3 separate regions of the Mus musculus genome follow, and regions 1 and 3 are each linked to region 2. The links are chromatin contacts, called in public promoter capture Hi-C maps. All regions are on one chromosome and are shown on one strand. Each heading gives the region's core, a stretch centred on a gene start, on an enhancer-like site or on the middle of the called end of the contact. The rest is flanking DNA. Distances are from core to core; before and after follow the strand shown. Region 1 holds the start of Prdm8 (PR domain containing 8). Region 2 holds the start of Cops4 (COP9 signalosome subunit 4). Region 3 holds the start of Cfap299 (cilia and flagella associated protein 299).

Evidence for each region. Promoter capture Hi-C pulls out the DNA fragments that hold promoters and counts their contacts.
Region 1: a contact with region 2 is called in a promoter capture Hi-C map of embryonic stem cells, with 4 times the contacts expected there. The contact joins the promoter of Prdm8 here to the promoter of Cops4 in region 2.
Region 3: a contact with region 2 is called in a promoter capture Hi-C map of hippocampal neurons, with 2.7 times the contacts expected there. The contact joins the promoter of Cfap299 here to the promoter of Cops4 in region 2. A contact is called at or near these places in 2 of 39 promoter capture datasets (hippocampal neurons and stem cell-derived epiblast-like cells).

Annotation. Positions count from the first base shown.
Region 1 is chr5:98,179,427-98,182,126 of GRCm38.p6, forward strand. Prdm8 (PR domain containing 8) reads left to right here and starts at 1,443. Exons shown (of 4, transcript NM_029947.2): 1 at 1,443-1,686.
Region 2 is chr5:100,516,997-100,519,696 of GRCm38.p6, forward strand. Cops4 (COP9 signalosome subunit 4) reads left to right here and starts at 1,313. Exons shown (of 10, transcript NM_012001.2): 1 at 1,313-1,554. The coding sequence starts at 1,481.
Region 3 is chr5:98,327,943-98,330,642 of GRCm38.p6, forward strand. It overlaps Cfap299 (cilia and flagella associated protein 299), which reads left to right and starts at 1,362. Exons shown (of 6, transcript NM_001024614.1): 1 at 1,362-1,522. The coding sequence starts at 1,412.

The sequences.
Region 1 (2,700 bases), core at 193-2,692, 2.3 Mb before region 2:
ACCCATTCTTCCCTGGCAGCAGGTACATTTGATGTCTTGCTGGCCTCTAGGCTTCCAGACAGGAGTCTCAGAGCTCCGTAAAGATTATACTGTCAGCTGCTCTTTGCCAACCCTCATATGCTCACTCTGAGAGGCAAGGACAGAGATTGTCTCCTCCTTAAATTCTGGCCCTGACTCCTGCCCTTTAGCGAGTAAACTATACAATTGGATTTATACTCAACCTGACCTATTGCTCAATTGAATTCCGGGAGAGTGGGGGTAGGAATTGAGGGATTGCCTGCGCCACTCAAAGGCCTTTCTTTCCTTAGGAATAGAAAGCCTACCAGAGAAAAACAGCCAGAGAGCCCCTAGCGTCATTGTTTTGTGGCCCCCGCAGAAGGAGAAAACTCTCTGGCTGTCAAAGACCTCAAGTCATTAGCATCAGCTGCCGCTCCAGAGGACAAGCCAGCGCCTCTAAGTGGCTTAGCGCACAAACGAGACTCCCGAGACAGCCTCACTCCTGTGATTCGGTCCACTCCTCCATCAACGGCTGGATGTGAAAGGCTCTTGAGAGTCCTTCTCAGTAATTTTTTTTTTAACTTTGAACCATCCTTTCTGTATCATGAGGTCTTAGAATCCTGGCCGCCATTATGGGACCCCCTTGGGAACCACAAAATACAGAGAGAGCACAGAAGGTGAAAAGCTTTAACACCTGAGTCCAATGACCTAGGCTTTTCCCAGCAACGCCCTCCTAGCCCATATCCACGCACAGACCCTTGTTCTGGGACCTAAAAACAGCCGAAGTCCCTTTAGGTGTCTGGCAGCATTCCAGACTTATCTTCTTACCCCATCCCATTGGATGGGAGATGGCTAGCCGAGTTCCCACCAAATCATACCCCCTGTCGCCAGTATTTACACGGGAGTCTCTGCTAGGTGGCATGAATGCATTTTAAGGAAGTCTGTTTGTCACCTCCTAGGCCACTAGCTTCACAGATCAGCGGCAGTCAATGGCCAAAGAATCCCGCGGGGCAAATTCTCACCCTCCTTTTGGGGGAGCAGGGACATACCACTCAAACTCTAGGGACATATGCAAGTAGTTCACGCGCTGGCAACATAGCCAATTCAACTCCTTGTCCTACGTCCTCTGAGTGCCCAGCAAAACGGAAAAGAACCGCTCTGCTCCTTCTGACACCTTCCTTCCTGAGCCCGAAACGGATTTTGCCAACCCAGGTGTCCCAGAGGGACCCAGCTGCAGGAGAAGGCAGGCCAGGATGCTCTCGGGGAGGCTATGCCACTTCGGGAAGGAGCTTAGGATCTGCCTAGCGCGGGCAGTCCAGAAAAACCAGGCTTGTGGCGCCGGAGGGATCTCCCAGACCGGCAAGAGTTAAAGGGAGGGGACGTGGGCTGTCACGCGTCATTGGGCAGATTATGTGCAGCAAACAAAAAGTGTGTGTCTGCGTGCCAGTCAGTCATTGCATCGGGTCCATCTGTACAACTCTCTCTCTCTCTCTCTCTCTCTCTCTCTCTCTCTCTCTCTCCTAATCTATCTGCATCTCTCTTCTCTCTTTGGACAGAACCCACAAGACTGACACCGACACCTCTTGACATGGAGATACACTAATGTAATAGGCAGGAAGGAACACTGGCTTGCACCCCGTTGGTTCCAGGTGGCCTTATTTGGGCGACTCGGTCCTGACCTTATTTCTGGTAAGTCTATTTGCTTTGACCTGGGAGGGGGATGGGAAGAGGACAGGTTGAGTACAAGGAGTGAAAAAATTGTCCCCCTTTTCCTCGTTATCTAGAAGATAGGAGGGAAACGACGCGGAATGTTGTTTCCACTGCCAATAAGATTATACAAAGGGAGGAGCGGGTAGGAGCACTTTTCTGGAGAAGCTAGGGACTGGGGAGCTCGCGGCTGCCAGACAATGCCAGCCCGGAGTGGAGGGAGAGCATCCGGCAGTAGCGACCGGCTTTCAGCGAGCCCAGCTGGCTCTGAGTTTCCCAGGAGGATCTGCGAAGGAAGAGAACCCGGGCCTAGGGATGGGCGTAGGACTGTGAAAGGCTAGATACTATAAAGCCCGGGGTCCTGCCTATCGCTATTGTGGCTGATTTGCGTCAAGGCGGCCACCGAGGCAGCATGGACCGCTATTAGCCCGGCTGTGGGACCTTTTCGCTGTATTGTTAGATAGAACTGCATTTTAATGACTGAGTCCCTGCTGTTGCCAAAGTGGAGGGCGATCTCCTGTCACAATAAAAAGCTTCTGTGAAGAATACTTTCAAACGCGAGGCAGAAATCAAGGTACAAACCGTTGAAATGTAGGCAACTGGGAAGAGAAAGAGGGTTTATACTGAAAGGGAGCTGAGAGAACCTGTATTCTGCAACGTATTTGACTTGCAATTGGAAATCAGAAGGGGACAGGACGAGTGCAGAAACAGAAAGTAGTATCATAAACTTTCTATGTTGTGGCTATTTTTCTTATTCCCACTGTCTGGAAAATATACTTGCCATTTGGGGCATATGGGAGAACGAATAGGAAAGGGGCTAGCCAAAGTTACAGGCATTGCATTTTCTTACATTTGTATGGCAATTGGCTAGTGGATGTTGATTTAAACAAAATACACATCGCCTATATTTTTCTTTAATGAGAAGCTAGCTGAACAAGAAAAGAGTAAGATCGGTTTTCCCCACGGCCACTTAAGGTATATAAATACAGAGACAAT
Region 2 (2,700 bases), core at 63-2,562:
GCATTGTCTGAACAAAGTGGTATGTATAACCAACACTTTAAAAAGATACAGGGTGTATCAAGGAATGCACATATATAGTCCAAAGGTATATGTGTATGTGTGTGTGTGTGCACATTAATCTGTATTACATCTTAGAGCTTTGTGGGACAGGGTCTCTAGTAATCCCAGCTGGCTTCCAAGTCGATAGGATCAGGGGTATAGACTTGAACTCCTGATTCCCTAGCCTCCACTTCTGGAGTGCTAGTATTACGGTGACCACCATGAAACCTAGCTATTTATTTGTTTATAAGGGGAATGTGCCAAAAGCAGTCCACTATGATCATAAACTGTGCAGTTGAGTTTCCTCCCAAGTGGAAAAAACGCAGACATCGGCACACTTAGATGCCAGTGACTCATCGTGGGAGGAGCATATTCTTGATCGTGGTATACTCTTTCCCAGGTAAATGATCTGAAGAACCAGCCTGTCTCCATTTCAGACTTAAAAGCCATCTTATATAGTAAAGACAGATTAGGTTCCTTTCTGTTTACCATTAAACCTCTGTTCCAGACAAACTAGGTTCTTTCTTGTTTATGACTAAACCTTTGTTTGTCAGACATTGGGCTATTCTCCACCTGTAACCTTAACTACAAAATGTTCTGCACTGCCTGTTCCAGGAATAGAAGTCATGTCTTTGCTTCAAGAAGTGGTTTATAACCACCTTGGAGCCTTATCTGCTGCATAGGTTCCATGACCACCTATGACTACCTTGTTATGGCTACCTGTTGTGTTACCTTGTTTTGCTCGCCGCCTAGTTTGCCCGCCAAATCTCCGATATGGAACCCCTTACCCCTGAGCTATAAACACCTTGTCTTCCTTGAATCCAGGGCTGACCTACTGAACTCCACCTTAGGGGAAGGCAGCTTGTGTACACGAATAAAAAAGCTTGCTTTCATGGATTGCTTGTTGTAATTTGTTGTAAAATGATGATTTGGGTCTGTTGTATTTTTCCTCTTATCTTTGGAATTGACATTCCGTGTGTGTGTGTTGGTTGGTTTTTGTTTCTTTTTTCTTCAGTGTTGGACTATAGTGAATTGGAAGTAACTCTTTACATAGGTCGTTTAAGTGATGCCTTAAAGAACGGAGCGGAGAACGATAATAATCAGTCCCGGAACTTAGGGAAAACGTCGTCCTTTGACTTGCCGGGCCTTTACTGAAGTTGCACAAAGTACACGCCCTCAAGTTCTTCAGCCAATCCCAGGTCGGAGCGTGAGCGCCTGCGTCTCTCGGGAGACCTGGGCGGTCCTCAAACCGGAGGAGAGGAGTCTGGTGTCACTCAACTCGGAGGGCGGAGCTAATTCCTGCTCCCCTATCCGGCGCTCTGGCCCACAGAGACGCTGCTCTATGGCACCTCGCGTCCCCTCTGCCCGCCTCCTGGAGGACCACGCTCGTTTTCTTCTTGGCAGCGAGAGGTCCCGCAGCCGTGGCTGAGCTGGAGGAAAGATGGCGGCTGCCGTGCGACAGGATTTGGCCCAGCTCATGAATTCAAGCGGCTCTCATAAAGATCTGGCGGGCAAGTGAGTATTTCTTAGGAGTACAGAGGTAGGAAGGAAGCCGCAAGTTTATCTTCCCAGAGGCGACGGGCGCTCCGGGGCGTGAGGCTCGAGCTAGGCCTGACTCAGGGGGGCGGGCCTGAACTCGGCTGTGGCGGTAAATGTTGGGAGCAACAGAAAGCTGTAGGGACGGTATGCTGGGGTCCTGACCGTCCCAGGACCCCAGGTGGCTGCCAGCTTCTTAAGTCCTTGATAACGCCCTCTGCGGGTTCTTTTGGCTTCTGGAAGCGAGGTAAGAAAGATGACGGCTCGCCCGGCGGTGGGCGCCTTCCTTAGAGTCTCTTCGGCGAGCCCGACACACCGAGTTTGACTTCGGTTCGCTGCCGCCCCTGCCTTCGCCGTGTTGGAGGTAAATTTATATTCTGGACTTTGATGCAGACTTTTATTTCGAAGAGATGGCTTTCCAGGATTGATAGGGGCAGAGGAGGTATGGATGCTGTCATGTGGTCCAGAACTTCTCTCAGTTCATAGCGTGTGTGGGTCCTTATGTTCTGGATACTCGCAGTCTGTCACCAACTCTGGAGAAGAGAACACAGGCAGAATGTCCTCGGGCTCAGGATGTCTAGAACAGTGATATTTCCAGGGTCTGCTAAGGAATTTTGTCGAAACCTTAGGGTGCTTAGAGCCACGACAGGTCAAAAATTGGGACATGTTTCAGTCCCCTCAAGCAGTTGTTGAACAGCTGTAGTCTTCTTTGTGTAGATTTTTCACAGTTTTGCCTTCTAATGAAAGTATGCCTTCAATTGGCCCTAACATTTACACCTCACAGCTGAGGGCATGTTGATCTAATTAATGAAATATTCTTGCTCAAACCTGCACATTGAAATGGTGTGTGTGTTGTGTGGCCGCTGTGCTGGGCTTTTCTGTGTAGAAAGTACAGTCTACCTTATTAGTGGGAAATTTAGTTGTATAACCTGGGCTTAACTACATCATTCTTTATTTTTCCGCTTTAAAAAAATGGAAGGGTAATCGTGAGGCTTAGTCTTATCTGATTTCAAAATGAGCATGTGTCTATGTACTAATTACACTTCAATAACTGAGCACAGTCCCTGGTATCTGGAAAATGTCATAATGTTGTTATGAAGCAGTCAGTAAGTACATACGACTTAT
Region 3 (2,700 bases), core at 112-2,611, 2.2 Mb before region 2:
TCCTGTCTCCATATGGAGGATAACACCAATGCTGGTTTTCTAGTGAGTTTGTTGTTGTGATTAAACGAAATAATGGAGATTGTATGGTACTTAGAACAGGGCTGGTATGTGGTAAATTCAAATCAATCACCACACGGAAGCAAGTTTCATATCCTGTGGACCCCAGCGGCAGAAACTTTTTTTTTTTTTTTTAAGCTTTCTGTTGTGTTCAACACACCCAGAATAATGCCTCTGGGACAGAGAGGGGGTGGGTGGTAAGAGAGCACATGGCTGAAAGGTCAGGGTTCTGTAGGACTGAGAAGCTGATATGAGAGGAGCTAGGAGGAGCCTGAATGTCAGCTTGGACTTGAAACCAGGTACATGAGATGCCTAGAGGCCAGCTTGCCCTTCAGAATGCTAAAAGACACAAAAGGCACTTGTCCTCAAGTTTCTTTTGGACCAGACAGTACAGAGACCTCTCCTCTCTACTTGTGATAATGTTTTAGGCCACATGAAATTTTTTCCCCTCTATGCTTGGAGTTTAGTTTCTATAGCTTTCTAGATAATTATACAATATAAATTGTTGGTAGCCTGTTTTTAAAATAAAGCTATAACTTATTGTGCAACTTGGGGTCTTAAATAGACCTGGCTTTACTTTGCCCCCCTCCCCCCCAAAAAATGGAAAAGATTCATTGCAGAATCTGATTTGATTTCTACAAATGCTGAGATGATTGTAAAGTCCCTTGGCATAACAGCAAGCATCTGTGCTTCTGGTGTGGAAACAGTTGTACAAGTCTGCTCTAATGAGAAATGTTTCAGATTCAATTTTATACTATAGTATTTTAAAGAAATGAGTAAATAGAAACACAAGTCAATATCAGCTTCTCAATGGGATATATCATTCCATGATTAGGATCCCTCCCCCCCAACCCAATTTTTTAAAGGACGTTCAAGGAGGCAAGATTTTTCAAGTAATTTTCAACTTATTGAAATTTAAATAACAAAAAGTAAAGGAACTGAAAGGCAGAAGGCAGGAGCAAAGGAGATCACTAAGGCTGCTTCGTTTGGGAAGTTTATACATTGTTCCTGGCACACAAGTAACCAACCATAACTTGCCTTTAAGTTGTAATTTATACAACTGATCACGTGCTATTTTGAAGCACCCAGCAAGACTATTTCCCCTAGATTTCCGGGATACTCTTCTGTCGAGGTTCTTACTGCAAACACTGAGCAGGCACCTTCGGACTTTGCTAAGGCTTTTACACCAAAAAAGTTGGGTTTGCCCTGCAGGGCTGACCGCTCCCAGGGGTTAGAAGCCGCCCAGGGATCCGGCTGGGGCAGGGCCAGCGCAGCGCCCTCTGCCCCGCCCCCGCAACCGGCGCGCGTCCGGCCCGCCCACACCGGTTACTAGGGACGCGTCGGTGTAGCCGCGATGGATCAGGACGAGGGGCTGACGGCCGTGGACAACATTGTCACACAGTTCAACACCTATGAAGACTTCCTGGACTCTCAGATCACTACGGTCGACCTGTACTACCTGGAGGTAAGCGCGGGTCCGTCTTGCTGGCCGCGGCGGGGCTTGGTCGCCCCCTGGCGGTGACGGCGCTCACCGCAGGCCTCTGGCTTCGAGAGACTTCTCTGCAGGCTGCAGGAGTCCCCAGCCCTCCAAACGCTGGTGCGCTGCACAGAGGCCGACTTGGTCGCTGTAAAGTAGTAACAAGGCATAAAACCAGGAGGACGCGTTGCTGTGTGCACCTGAGGGCAGGGCAGCGGGAGGTCCCGGATGCTCGAGAAGACTTAGTTGGAGGGATCTTCAAGCTCCGAGCTCCTAACTCCCAACTGCAAGTCTCACAGCCTGGGCTCAGGTTTTCAAAGGAGTCCATCTCCATATTAAGGACAAACAGAGCAAGCACCATTGGGGGCGGGGGGGGGGGGGGAGAATCAACCCTACAGAACTCTGGGAAGGACTTGAATTTGGCCAACTCCCCTCATTTCTCCTGTGCACAAGGCAGTTTATCATATAGACACCCCTCCTTTTTAAATAGGTGCCACTGTATGAAAATAATCTTAAATGAAGAAAATTTGTCCCTTTTGAAATTATCTGTTAAAATAGTTACAAAACATGATTTTTAACAGCAACAGCAGCGATATCACCAAACAACCAAGCTTTTACGTTTATTAGATGGGTAACTTAAAGTTCCATTTGTGTGTACGCACACATGCATAAAAAGTCAGTGGGCAACTTGGAATCGGTTCTGAACTTGTATTCTGTGGTGTCCAGGGAATGAACTCAAGTTTGGCAGCAAGCACCTTTTCCTTAAGCCGTCTCTCCTGCTTTTAGCCAATATTTTAAACCCACAGAAGTTGCTTTAAATCCTTGCATCTGAAATGAAGCCACTGAATTGATAATTACAATAGATGTTGCAAGAAGCTTATGTAGAAAGAAGGGGAGGTAGGAAGAGAAAGGGTGAGTCCATCTTAATTATCTGACCGGCCAGAGGATGAGGAGCGCGGTTGGCACTTGGTTGGTAGACCGGAAGTAGTGATGCGGAAGTAGTGATGCGGAAGTAGTGATGCGGAAGTAGTGATGCTCCGGAGGTTGAGGAGCGTGGTTGGCGGGACGGAAGTAGTGCGTCTCCATCCTCTGTTTCCCGTGTTCACTAAATAACGACAGAACACTAAAACAACTGCATTGCCACGGCAGCGAGTAACATTAGCTTT